Linked DNA regions of Gossypium hirsutum: region 2 is linked to region 1. Evidence: chromatin contacts called from public Hi-C data. All regions are on one chromosome and are shown on one strand. The core of a region is the stretch at or near the end of the contact, and the rest is flanking DNA. Distances in the headings are between cores, read along the strand shown. Region 1 has its middle 7.9 kb from the start of LOC121211308. Region 2 holds the start of LOC121211310 (ferredoxin--NADP reductase, leaf isozyme, chloroplastic-like).

Region 1 (6,849 bases), core at 3,197-5,696:
TTGCTGTGGAGTATGACGAACTGTCAAGTGTCTCATGATCCCTTCTAACTTGCACAGTCTATTAAACTCATCAGAATAGAACTCTAAGACATTGTCTGTGCGGAGGTATTTTATTTATTTTCTTGTCTATTTTTCAATTATAATTTCCCAAGAATTAAATGCGAAAAACACATCGCTTTTCTGCTTCAGGGAGAATGCCCAAACTTTTCTGGAAAAATCATCAATAAAAGTTAGCATATAATTAGCTCCACCTCTCAAAGGCACTTTGGATGGCCTCAACAGATCAGAATGAATATACTCCAACGTTCCATTCATGTTATGGATTCTTCTGGTGAATCGAACTCTCTTTTGCTTCCCAAAAATACAGTGCTCACAGAAATTTAGTTTGCAAATTCCTTGCCCATCAAGAAGTCCTCTTTTTCTCTATTCTGCCATGTCATTCTCACTCATATGCCCTAGGCGTATATGCTAAAATTTAGTAATATCATCATCTAACAAGGAAGAGGAAGCGACAACTGCATCACCAGTAACAATAGAATCCTACGAAACATATAACTTGGAAGTCTTTCTCTGCACTTTCATCACAACAAGAGAACCTTTGGAAATCTTTAAAACTCCATTTTCAGTTGTGTATCTTTACCCTTTTGAATCAAGAGTACTCAACGAAATTAAATTTCTCTTCAATTCTGGAACATGTTGTATGTCACTAAGTGTTCTGACAACTCCATCAAACATCTTAACTTTAATTATTCCAACACCTGCGATTTTACATGAAGTATTATTTCCCATCAAAACAACACCTTCAGATCAAAATAACACCTTCAAACACTATTTCGTAAGTTGTAAACCAATCCCGATTGGGACTCATAGGAAAGGTGCAGCCTGAATCAAGTATCCATTCCTCGCTCACTTTAGAATTATTGACAGAAGCAATTAGAAGTTCACCATCACTGTAGTCTTCTACAATATCAGCTTCACCGAAATTTTCTAGTTGTTTTCCCTTTTAATTCACAGCCTCCCTTTTAATCTTGTTCTGTAGCTTATAACACTCAGATTTAATGTACATTTCTTCTTGCAGAAGTTACAAGTTTTATCTCTGTCTGAAGACTTCGATCTACCCTTAGATTTACCGTGAGGATTCCATTCCTGTGTCCTTCCACTATCATCATCAACATTCCGGTCTTGTCTTCCACGAACAATAAGACCTTCTCCTTGAGAGTCGGGTTTAACCACAAGATGCTTCATCTTATCGTACGAGGTCAAAAAATCATAAACCTTATCAACTTTGAGAGACTCGCGGCTATATAAAATCGTGTCTCTAAAGTTTGAATAAGACGAGGGCAACGAACAAAGTAGAATCAACCCTAGATCTTCCTTATTATACTCAACCTCCATGGCCTCCAAGTTTAAGAGAATTTTTTTAAACACTGTTAAGTGTTCGTGTACAGACGCACCTTCCTCCAAACGATGAGCATAAAGACACTGTTTCATATGCAACTTGCTTGTTAGAGTTTTCGACATACATATTTGTTTCAGCCTCTTCCATAATACAGCGACAGTCTTATCCTTCATCACATCCTGCAAAATTTCGTTGGAAAAATGCAGATGTAATTGTGTTAACTCATTTCGATCCTTACGCTTCTTCTCTTCATCTGTTAATGTCGAAGGCATCTTATCTATCCCTAGCAGGGCATCCTCCAGATCCATCTGCACAAGAACTGCTTGCATCTTAATCTGCTACAACGTAGATCTGGTGTTGTGATCCAACAGCGGAATTTCATACTTCAAAGGCGCCATTACCGTGATCGAGATGAACAACCTGGAAGCTCGAATACCAGTTTTTGAAAATAAAATAAAATAAAAAATAAAATACACACAGATTTTTATGTGGAAACCCTTTCGGGAAAAAATCACAGGCAGAGGAGAAGAAAATTCACTATGTCGAATTCGAATAATTACAAGAGCAATAGACTATGTCTATTTATAAGCTTGTAAATCCATATTCTAATAGGAGTGTAGTAAGATTGAAACACCTTATTCTAATCAATATAAAATAGATGGAGTTTAATAAGGTTTAAAAAACCTTATTCTAAAATAAAATAAAAGAAGTGTAGTTCTATATGGATTTTACTTTTATTTTATTTTACCACTGTATTTTATTCAAATAAGGATTCGAATCATTTAATTCTAACAATATCATTACAGATTGTGTTTTCAAATTTATCCAATATTTACTAAAGAACAAATGTTCACATGTGAAACATCTTTGCAACATTGTGATATGTTTTCTATTAGAAATATGTGATACATGTATTTAAATTGCAATTAGTTGCACTTATTATTGTTTACATGCATCTTCTTTAAATGTCGTTAGGATTGAATTTGGATGGTTTAGAGTCTGCAAACATATGGTAAATTATGGTATCAAATTAAGGGATGCTCTAATACTCTTTGATGTTGGTGAATGTGAAAAAAGAGATGAAAGCAAGAGGGATATATCAGTGCAATAGATCTTACAAGGTGCTTATACTTCTTTTTATATATGAGCTTAGCCTCCATTCCCTAGTTACTTGTTAGTAGTCTTTTTGCATTGGAGTGTGTGGTCCTTTTATGATAATTAAGGTGTCATTTTTTTTAGTGTCATCTTCAGGGACTCTACACATGTTTCCCTTCTTTTTATTTTCCATGAAATGCTTGTCGAGTTGTGATTCTTCTAGCACCGAGTATAGTATTGTGATGAGAACTTAACTATAAATATTAGGAGTTCGAGCTCTTTAGGACACTTATTCCTTTAGCTTTAAACTTACCATCATAATTACATATATAAAAAAAATTGTATTATACCCAATTGGATGGGTATCAATAATACAAAAAAAAAATACAAAATAATGAAGCTACTTTATTTATTTGAAGTGTTATTCCAGAAGCTTGTGAGTCGTGTAAGCTTTCTGGACAGGGGCATAGCTAGGGGGCTGGCATGGGCCTCGGCCCCTCTAAAATGTAAAATTATATTTTTGGCCCTTTAAATTTTTTAAAAATTTTAAATTAGTAAAGATAAAATTATACTTTTACTTCCCTTAAAATTATAAAAATTTAATTTAATCCTTTACAAATTATAATGATATACATCCGACTCTCCTAAAAAAAATTTTTGACTTCGCTTCAATTTTTGGACAAGCTTGATGTGAAGCTATTGGACATATTGTTGGAAAGAAGGAAAAGATATGGGTGATGAATGATGATTATGCGCTTTGTAATGTTTTCCACTTCTCGATCGGTCCCATCATAGTCCATGAAACGTGTTGCTCTCCACTACAAGTCAAACACGTGTTCTTCATGCATCCTCTACTGCCTTTATAAACGAAAGGGTTGAGGAAAAAACAAAAGTCCCTCAGGCTTGCAATTTCAGACCATGATTTTATACGTTATTTCTGAAACAAGAATGATGGGCTCTTCTGAATTTAACTTTATAATGTATGTATCTGAGTCTGGAACTGGGTGAGGCCTGCGTAATCTCATTATGAACCCAAATCTTGCTCCAATAAGGTCCACTTTAATATCAGTAGTTGATGTATTATATAGTAGTAATAGGTATGGGCTTTCTCTTCTGTGGCTACTATGGGATCTTAAGTATAGCGAATAAAGAGGATAAAGAATCGACAAATGGTGAGCCATCGTCTCATTCGGCCGTCAAATTGTATTTTATTCATAAAAATAAAACTGAGCCACAAGAAAACAATGTAGGTTGCAAGTTCAAGTTGATTTTTTTGGTACAAGTCAAAAACATCAAGTTATGGCCATGTGAAACTAATGAAGGCTTTTGAAACACCTATAGCCCAACGGGAGGTTTCTCTTTTCATGTTGTCCACGTCTAAAGTTTGCCACATGATGTTGATCTCAAGGAGAAGGAATTTGATATCTCCAATTGCCGGTTGTAGCTTCCATCCAAAATTGGAACGTCTTGTGATAATATTCCGCCATTTCTTGCTGGATTTGGTTAATTTGCAATAATTAATACCAAAAGGTCTTAGCAGAATAAGAGCAGCTCTGAGAATGAGAATGCCCACAAGAGCTTTGCTATTGGTTTTGAAGCTTTGAACAATTGTCAGTTGAAAATTGTTGGGGTCTTGGGCCATGGCAGCTCCTCCAATTAGGTTGTTCTGTCTGTTCTGAATGATGTAGAGAGACAGTAGCCATTGTTGGGTGTTGAGGATGATAACTGGAGAGAAAGGTAACGTTCTTTGGTTGGGAGAAGGTGGAGAATTGTTTGAGAATGAGGAAAGGGTTTATTGGGTTAGGTCAGAGATAATTTTGGTTGCCAACAGAGGGGATGTGCTAGAGTTTTTAAAGATAAGGTTACTTTTGAAGTTTCTAGATGGTCCATAGTGTGCAGGTCGTGGCGGTGTATTTACTTCTTCAAGATTCTGCTGGATTATCATTTTCTTAACGTCATTAGAGTATCTATCTAGAGATGGGGATGCCGACTAAGGAGTCAGTTCGAAAGGTCAGGGGGGATCCAGACCAAACTACCCTTGCGAAGGTTCAATTGAGGAAGAGATGATCCGAAGTTTCTTTATCAGTTCTGCAGAGGTAGCAAATTGGGTCATTGGTCGAAAGTCTCCTGACAAGAAGATACTTAGTTGGAAGGTTGTTTTTGCAAATTTTCCACAAAAAGATGATGATCTTAGGGTATCTTTAAATGCCAAAGGTTTTTCCATGCGGATTGTTATGGTCTTTCAAGAGCTACACCATGATAGCTCTTGTAAATTAGTGAGTAAGCGCTTTTAACCAAAAAAAGACCTTTGAAGTCATCCTTCCAAATGATTCTATCTTGTCCATATTGGATAGAAGTAGTTCTAGTGATCAAATCAACAACTCTATCGGGGTCAAGGAGGCCTAGGGCCTTGGATTGATCGACGGTGAATTTATAAGGGATAATGTAGGAGTTTGCTGGGAGTCAAATACTTGATGCCCAACTGTGTCGATTAGAGGCTTGAGTGGGTCAGCTGATATCCAACTATTTTGACCGCTCCATAGTTGGATATCTTACCCTTGTTACAGATATCCCTACCAGAAAGAATGCTTTTCCACACCCATGAATCGAATGGTTTAGGTTTAACAAGTTCAAAAGGATCTTTGCAGCAGTATTTGCAGTGAGAACTTTGGTCAAAAAGCAATGGTTGTCGGTGAGGATACGCCAGGCCACTTTCAAAGGAAGGGCTGCATTGAATCAAGTTGATTTAAATATATCACTTTTATGGCACACTTAATATGTGAAAGGGAAATAAAATTTTAATTAAATTAAATACATGAGAAAAAAAGTAGGAAGTAGTCATTTTTATTTTTATTTTTAAAATAAATTTAGAAAATACGGAATTAGACTTTTTGATTTATTAAAATTAAAAGACTGAAAAACCTCTCCCTTCATTTTTTTATGGTGATTTTAATTTAAACTTTTAACTAAAACTATTTATATCAACCAACTTGCTTTTAAAGTCTGTGAAATTAATACTAGTATTTTGGTTATTTTAAAAAAAATAGGGTAAATTATACAAATGGTCACCAGACTATATTCATGTTCTTGTTTTAGTCATCCAACTTTAAAAGTTTTTAGTTTAGACACTAACGTTTAAATCCGTTCCTATTTTAGCCACCTATCGTTAAATTGTTAACAGAAAGCCTTTTTCTAACTAGTATAATAACACCTTTACTCCTCATTACTTACATATTTTATCAATTTGATCTTAATTCTAAATAATTCAATAAATTCCAACCTTCATATTTATAAATTCTATCAATTTGATCCTCAAACTTCTTAACCAAAGCTTTTAGCTTTTAAAACAAACACGTTCCTCATATATAAATCTGTAAAACCCAAAAAGGGGAAAAAAAACTTCTCAAACTAACGAGTTGTTTTTCGAGCCAATTTTTTATACCAATGAGTTTATCTTGAAAAAAATTTTCTTTTCTTTTTTTCATTAGTTTTCTTTTAAATATAATATTTTATAACCCTTTGATCGATAAAATTTTGGCTAAAGAAAATGAAAAAAACCTTAAAAAACACTTTAGATTTACTCTTACTATTAGTAGTAAAATATTTCCTTTTAAGGGACATAGAAATAGTTGTCGAAGTTGGTCTTTGAAATTGGAAATCAAATTCAGAATTAAAAAATATTACTTTGAAAATTCCCATTGTTCAAGCAATAATTATATAAGAAAATTTATGAACATTTAATTTTTTTTATAAGAAAACAATGTGAAAGAATTAATTGAATTTCCTTTTTCCATATTGATAATGATTTTTAAAATTTTATAAATTGGATAAGAGGTTATTATGTGTTCTATATATTTTTAGTTATTTATTTTTAATTTTAAAATCCACAATAAGTAATACATATTACTAATAATCTAATTTAGTATCAAATCACTTACCAAATTAGTTAAAAATTAAAATTATGCTATAGTGAAGATCTTATTTTTTACAAATATTAAATTATTTATATAATTTTGTTATATATTATGTTTTTAATATTTGTCTTTTCTATTGTTTTTAAAGGTCTTTAGTTAATTTCTAACACTAACTTCTTAAAAATATAAACAAAAAGGGTTATATATCGAGTTGGATAATTTCAACCATAAATAAAATAACAAATAGACATAGAATACATCTATTTTAAAAGTTTAAAGCTTTGGTTAGGAAGTTTATAGCCAATTATAATCCAACGCATATTCAATGATTTTATAATTTCTAAAACTTTCATGACATATTTAAATATTAATATTTTCTAAATGTCATATCAGCACCATCAATGACATGTCATCATTGACAAAATAGTCATGTGCCGCATC
Region 2 (6,849 bases), core at 2,669-5,168, 60 kb after region 1:
AATTACATTGCCTAGTATAACTAGGGTTTGGTCTTAATCAATTTGTTTTAAATTATTGGTATATGAATATAACTCAATAATTAGGTTAAGTTAATTCTTTAATTGCTTGGGAGAGAATTGAGAGAAATTTTGTACCCAAATTAGTAATTAACTATACATTAGATGAAATTGTAATCCCGACCTTTTATTATTGATTAATTATTTCGTTTTAATTTTTTTTGCTCATTTTTGTTTATTTGATTTATATTAAAAATTTATGTTATCGATATATTAAGATAAGTAATAAAGTAACAACATAATTAGTAATAACTCTTTGTGGGAACAATATTTTTTATACTACTTTTCACAATACGTATACTTGACTGTTGAATATTCGAACAACAATATGTGTTTATTTATTTATTTTTATATTTTTAATATAATTCAATGAATACTTGTCATTATCAAACCCTTTTAATTTTTTTTCTTTTCACAAACAATGCATCAAATAATAATCCTAAAAATTCAAGATACAATAACTGATTTATCAATTGTGCTTTAAATTTTTAAAGTGATGGAGAACGAATAGTTTTTTATTTTCTTGTCAATAATTTATTTTATCAATTTAAATATAAAAATTAATTACAAAACACTTAATCAATATTTCATTAAATAAAATTAGATAATTAAGAAATTTTATTTTAATAAAAGGTTTAATTTTAATGGTAATAAAAATAATTAACATTTTACTTTAATAAAAATAGAATTAAATAATTAATTTTAAAATTATTAAAGGCATATATGTGATTTGTTTTTGCAATTTTAAAGTTGATATGATTATAGGTTATAAATATCCATTTCCAATCAAACGGTTTAGCTAACAACTAATTATCACTTTTCATTTTATTTTTTGAAAAAAATATTTGATAAAATGCAACTTTTAAGCAATAGTTATAGAAAATAATTTTAAAGTAATAGTGGAATAAAAAAAAATTATAAGCGAATTTAGGTTGATGTCATTTGTTTTTAAGATATAATAAAAAAGTAATAAAATAATTAAAAAAAAAAAAGGAAAAATATTTGTTATCACCTTAGATATCTCATTACTTTAATAAATGTTTAAAAGAGTTATAGACATCCATTATTAATGTTAATGTATTTATAACAGTTAGATATTTATATGATTTCCTTTGAGAAAAAGGTTAGATATGGCATCAATCCATTCTGCATATCAAAAGCTGAAGCATGGGATACATGTAAAACAAATGTTCATAAGGGGAAATTGAAGTTTCATTTATTACTCCTCGAGATTAAGATTTGTGAGGTTTGGTTATAAAATAAAAATTAAAAATACCAACACACACACTCACACACTCCCCCTATCTACACAATGCATTGGAAATCATTGTTGGACTGTGGCTGGCTGCTCAGAAAAATAAAAAAAGAGAGAGGAAGAATTGCGGTTTGGTTTGTACTACATAATCCACAATCAGTAGACTTCCACATTCCATTGCTCAGATTTCTTCAACTGCCTTTTGTATTCAATCCAATCAATACCTGAAAAAAAATGTCCAAAGACAGATTTAGATTGGAGGTGTATGTATGTATATATAATTCATGGAGATTTATTAATTAGTGATCTGGTAAAAGAATTGGGTTCTGCTTTTTTTTTTTTTTTGGTTACCATCTGCTGCAGCAAGTGAGACCATTATGTCATCAATTCCCTTCTCCATTCCTTTCAACCCACACATGTAAACAAAGGTGTTATCTTTCTTCAGCAATTCCCATAGCTCTTTTGCATATTCAGCCATTCGGGTCTGAATGTACATCTTTTCTCCTTTCTCATTTGTTTGTTCTCTGCTCACAGCAAAGTCCAGCCTGAAGTTGTCTGGATACGTCTCCTTCATTTTCTCAAATTCCTGTTATATAACATTTCACTTTTCGTTCAAAGAAGCAAAACCACCAGATTCCCAGTATCAGATGTTTTTCTTTTCCTAGCTTGCATGCTTACCTCCTTGTACAACAATGAGCTACTTGTAGGAACACCGAGGAACAGCCATGCCAAACCATTGAACTACAAGTTTTTTCAAGTCACTCATTAGTACAATAATATATGTTAGCCTTGGTGAGTTAAGTTAAGGCCACAGGTCATAACAGGCTTCACTTCTTAGCTTAAAATGGATGCATGGATATAAAGGTCATAATTGTTTCTTTTGTACCTTGTAATCTTCATGCCTTTCAAAGAACATTTTCCATAAAAATGATCGAAAGGGAGCGATACCAGTTCCTGTAGCAAGCTGCAGTTAAAGAACTCAGTGTGAAAATGTTGCTTTGGAGCAGCAGTTTATCAATATAATGGAATATACAATGAATGCATGATAACAGCTTGGTAAAATACAAACCATGATGATTGTGGCATCGGGATCTTTTGGCATAAGCATTTCCTTTCCAATAGGTCCTGTGATTTTAACTTCTGCCCCAGGTTTCATGTCACCTGAAGATACGAATTAAACATAATTTTAGGTACAAGAGTGACCAATGCCCGGTGATAGAGAAGGAGTTGCAGATATTATGATTCCAACTCCAAATCTATTGGATGCCACCTTTTAAGAATGGCCGCATAAACTAACTGACCAAAGCTCCGGGTTCATCATCTTTTGACACCGGTTGTTCTAAACAATAGTAATACATTATGATGAAACATAGAAGTCCTGCATTCTTACATAAGAAATTTGAGCAGACTCCTTTAACAAGTTCTCCTTTCTCGTTGGTGTATACAAGACGTTTCACACATAGGGATACCTGCGATAATACAATGAGACCATTCAGAAAACCAAAAATGAATAAGAAAATAAAAAAAACAAACAGAAACCAGAAGAGCTGAATGCTATTAGTTATGTAGACTTGGGTGGCTCAGAGCCTATCAGCAATTGATTTGTATCTTAATCTGGAAAGGAAATTAACTTCTAAAGGAAAACTCACAGTTCTGGAGTCCCCAAAGTCACCAAGAGCACTGCTAGCAATGGAGTATAATCTCAGTTTATGAGGTTTCCCATTCTTGTCAACGCCATCTGGAATCACTCCAATGGATTGTCCTTCTCTGTAAGGAACCTCTCCTGATCCAATCCAACTAGCTAGTCAACTAAGAAGAAAGAGTCTTTCTTTTTTTTTTTTCCCTTTATCTAATTAATCATCTCAAGAACGGCAACTTTTCATTCCTTGATCAACAAAAACTCGCATTGGTGCACATAAAACTCTGTATCTGCATTTTTTTTTCACAGACATGCAATTATCTTGAAGAGTATAATTTGAGATGAATTGCATACCCTCAGTGCTGAAGACCATGTGCCATGTCTCTCCAGGAGCATCATCACCGGTGATCTTAGTATTTAGAAGGCACCTGCCAATGTAAGGTTCCTTTGGCTTGAACTTGTTAACCACAACACCTTCATCATTTTTCTTGGATTCCTTTACAACTTTAGCAGGAGCTTCAGTTGTAACTGGGCTCGCACTGAAACCACTCTCCCTCCACTTGAAACATCCCGGTAGTAAAAAGAAACCTGAAAAACAACCACCAAAAAAAGCAGGTGACCAACTCCCAACATGTATGAAGTTTTTACATATATTAATTACAAAAGAAAAGAAAGAAGTTTACCTTCTTGAATGTGATTCTTTCAGGAGAGATGATAGAGGTTCGAGTAGTAAAAGAGGTGGAGTTGGTAGAAGGAAAGGAGACTGCAGCAGTTACGGCAGCCATGGGTTTTGGAAAATGAAGAGGTGAGGAAATGTTATTTGATGGATGGTTTGGTGAAGAAGGAATGAGATGAGGTGAGGAAATCTTAAAAGTATATGGTTTTGTGCTCTATTTCATTGGGTTTGGATGATGAATTGGGTGGAGGAGATTTGAAGGGCAATGCAGTGGCCTCTATAAGGATAAGTCCATGTGTAAATGCATTACTCTTACACCACCATATATCCATAATCACCATTGAATTTTTTTTAGAGCAACTTTTGATTCCAAATCCAAGGATAGGGGATGGCAATAAGTAAGGTTAAAAGTTAATTAAACTGGTTAAAGTTAAGGTGTAAACGGATTATTAGTTATTAAAATTCATAACTAAACCGAATGACTAACTTACATATATTATTTTTAATTATTTTATATATATAATATAATATAAGTTGATTGATCGTTTTTATCGTTTGATACTAAATTATTTGGATTAAGACAGTAAAAATCAATCGAAGACGATTGGTATAATTAAACAAAAAAATCCATCCAAAAGCAAAATGAAATGGAAGAAGGAATTGGGGACCCAAAGATGGCATTGGGTTAACTCATCTCAGTCCACCAAGGCAATCCATGGACAAATCGCCATCCCAAAGTACAAGTTGGACGTCATTTTCAGTAATGCAAGAAATGACATTGAATATCACAAGCTGGATCCATATAAAAACAACTCTCAATGAACAAAAGAATATATAAATATATAACTTTCCGTGTTGCATAGTATCATCGAATCTGTCTCTATTAGCTTATGAATTCCTACCTTTTGACATCTATTAAATTTATTTTTCGTGTACTTTTACTTTTCTGGGGAATCAAAAGGCAAAAAATAACAAGCATCAAGTATCCCTAAACCAGGGCCTACTTGACCTGTTTTAGCCTTCAAGCTTGATGGGTAGAAATCTGCTTAATTTTTATTAATTTCAGCTAATAAAAAACGTGGGGTTTCTTATTATTCTTACCACATTTCGCTGTAATACGAGGCAAAAACCCAGTCTTCTCCTGTGGGTGGATTTTGACAAGTCTGTTGTTTTTTCTCTACTTGAAATTGTTAATTACATTTTGGAACAGGGCAGTTTTGACCAAGAAAAGTTCATGATAAGCTGCTGATAAACAACTGGGTAAGAGGTATAAATGCAAGCAGTCAGCTCTGCCTCTGCAGTAAAAATACATGTCAGAATCTGAGTCACCTTCCATGTGAGTGGCAGCCTAGATGACATAATCCAGAAAAAGTAGTGGTAAGTTAAAAGAGCTGGTTCTGACAGAGCCCAAGCCCCGCATAACAGAGGTCGAATCATTCTTTTACGGTGGTTAGAAGATAGACACCCCCACTAAAATTTCAGACCAAAAAAATTGAAATGAATGACCTGCTACATATCATGGAACTTATTTCTACCCTTACAACAGCCATGCAACTCAAGGCAATACAATTCTGCATATGACTGAAAAATACTTCATGGAAGAACAGTTCCAGCTGTATGTACAGTTGTCCCAAACAAGAAATCACAATGGAAAAGCGATTGAATCAATTGAATCTCCTTGAACCTCTAGACTGATAGAGCTCCAATCTACTTTTGGCTTCATGTAGAAGTGTGTCCACTGTTTCATCCTGGGTCATGTTGGATTGCTTGGATGCCCATTCCAGCACTGTCAGCACTCCAGCTTGGGCGAGTTCTTCGCTATCCGGTACATGGAGGGCAATGTAGCATAGAAGAAGTAATGCTGAGTGCTGAACAATTTGTTCCCCAAAATACACTAGTTGAATCAAATGCTTTGCACCTCCCGCACTAATGATTGCCTTGGAGTGATCAAGGTGTAGATAGTTGTTGGTGCAAGCGAATTTGGTAAGAGCAATGGCAGCCTCCTTGGAAACTTCAGCTTCCCTCTCATCCAGAAGTTTAACCAATGGGGAAATCATCCTTGTTTCCGTTGCTCTAAACGTCCTTGCCAAATTACCAATAGCCTTTATGCAAGGTATCAGCAACTCCGAATCAGCCTTCTCTATTATCAGGAAAAGCTGATCCACAACAAGCTTACAAGCATGAGAATTTGGCTTAAATGCAGACCTTCTCAAATCAGTATCCTGCTCTGCCACTGCTGTAATCTCCATCAATGCCATAGCCGAATTCAACTGCACTTCACCGGTTCCTTTTTCCAACAAAACAGCAAAGCATAACAGCGCTCTGGACTCTGTAATGCTCCGACAGACACTTGAATTCCCCTTAGCAAGATAGCATAAAGCTCTAGCTGCCATCGCCTTCATATAAGCCTTGGTAGCAGTGTCCTCCAATTCCCTTCCCTTAATATTCGCCCCGGAAATCGAACCATTCAGCTGCTGCTGATGATGATAAACTTGATGAATTAGCTTGGCATTGCCCTGACTGTTGCTCCTAACATGATTACTACTCGGCTTTTGTGGCAATTTCGTCGCACCTTTCATTGCCATGGTGTTCGTAACCACATTATGCATCTGATTAGGGGTTTGGTTCCCCAATGGATGCGGAATCGGATTCTGGTGATCTTCGTCAATGACGTTTTTCACGTTATTCACATTCGAATTATTACTGCTCGCCATAACCACCGCGTGGATGGACGTCGCCTTGTTACTGGCAATTGCATATTTGCTGTGTTCTTGGATGGTTTCGAACGCCAAATGACTGACGAGCAATCGGATTATGTTATGCTGAGCAAACAAATCTTGGCATTTTGGGTAATTAGCAGCCAGCTCAGACACCGCCCACGCCGTCACAGCTTGAACTTTCATCGGACCTTCTTTGAGGATTTTCGCAAACACCGTGCAAACGCCAGCGCGGATCATATGCTCCACGCTTTCCAGGTCCCGACCCAGAAGGCCAATTGCTTTGGCGGCGTTTTCTTGACCTTCCATTTTCCCTTCTTTGACTAATTTCAATAATGGCCCAACACCTCCCTCTTCTATAATCAGTTTCCCGTACCTATCATTGTCTCTGGCTAGGGAAACAAGCGAAGTAGCCGCGTCGGACCGGTGGTCGAGTGAACCGGTGTAAAGAATCGCAATTTGTTCCCATATTAGGCATAAAATCGGCTCGTTTGCAGCGATTGGA

What was found. A called contact is a pair of places that touch in the nucleus more often than the background predicts.
Region 2: a contact with region 1 is called in a Hi-C map of leaf, with 2.4 times the contacts expected there. The contact joins the promoter of LOC121211310 here to the enhancer-like site in region 1. A contact is called at or near these places in 6 of 34 Hi-C or Micro-C datasets (callus, hypocotyl and leaf).

The regions. Positions count from the first base shown.
Region 1 is chrA12:13,811,800-13,818,648 of Gossypium_hirsutum_v2.1, forward strand. No RefSeq gene overlaps it. Among protein-coding and RNA genes, the nearest start is that of LOC121211308, 7.9 kb to the right of the region's middle. Within about 2 kb of position 4,447, at least 9 of the 9 cell types and tissues checked have an H3K27ac peak or open chromatin away from gene starts, as enhancers often do. A contact at or near this core is called in hypocotyl and leaf, where this site is marked.
Region 2 is chrA12:13,872,357-13,879,205 of Gossypium_hirsutum_v2.1, forward strand. LOC121211310 (ferredoxin--NADP reductase, leaf isozyme, chloroplastic-like) reads right to left here and starts at 3,919. Exons shown (of 10, transcript XM_041083986.1): 1 at 3,635-3,919; 2 at 3,485-3,539; 3 at 3,306-3,482; 4 at 2,962-3,095; 5 at 2,703-2,781; 6 at 2,382-2,473; 7 at 2,199-2,276; 8 at 1,991-2,053; 9 at 1,664-1,898; 10 at 1,252-1,536. The coding sequence starts at 3,736. The coding sequence ends at 1,469. It overlaps LOC107945803, which reads right to left. Exons shown (of 1, transcript XM_016879932.2): 1 at 4,843-6,849. The coding sequence ends at 5,292.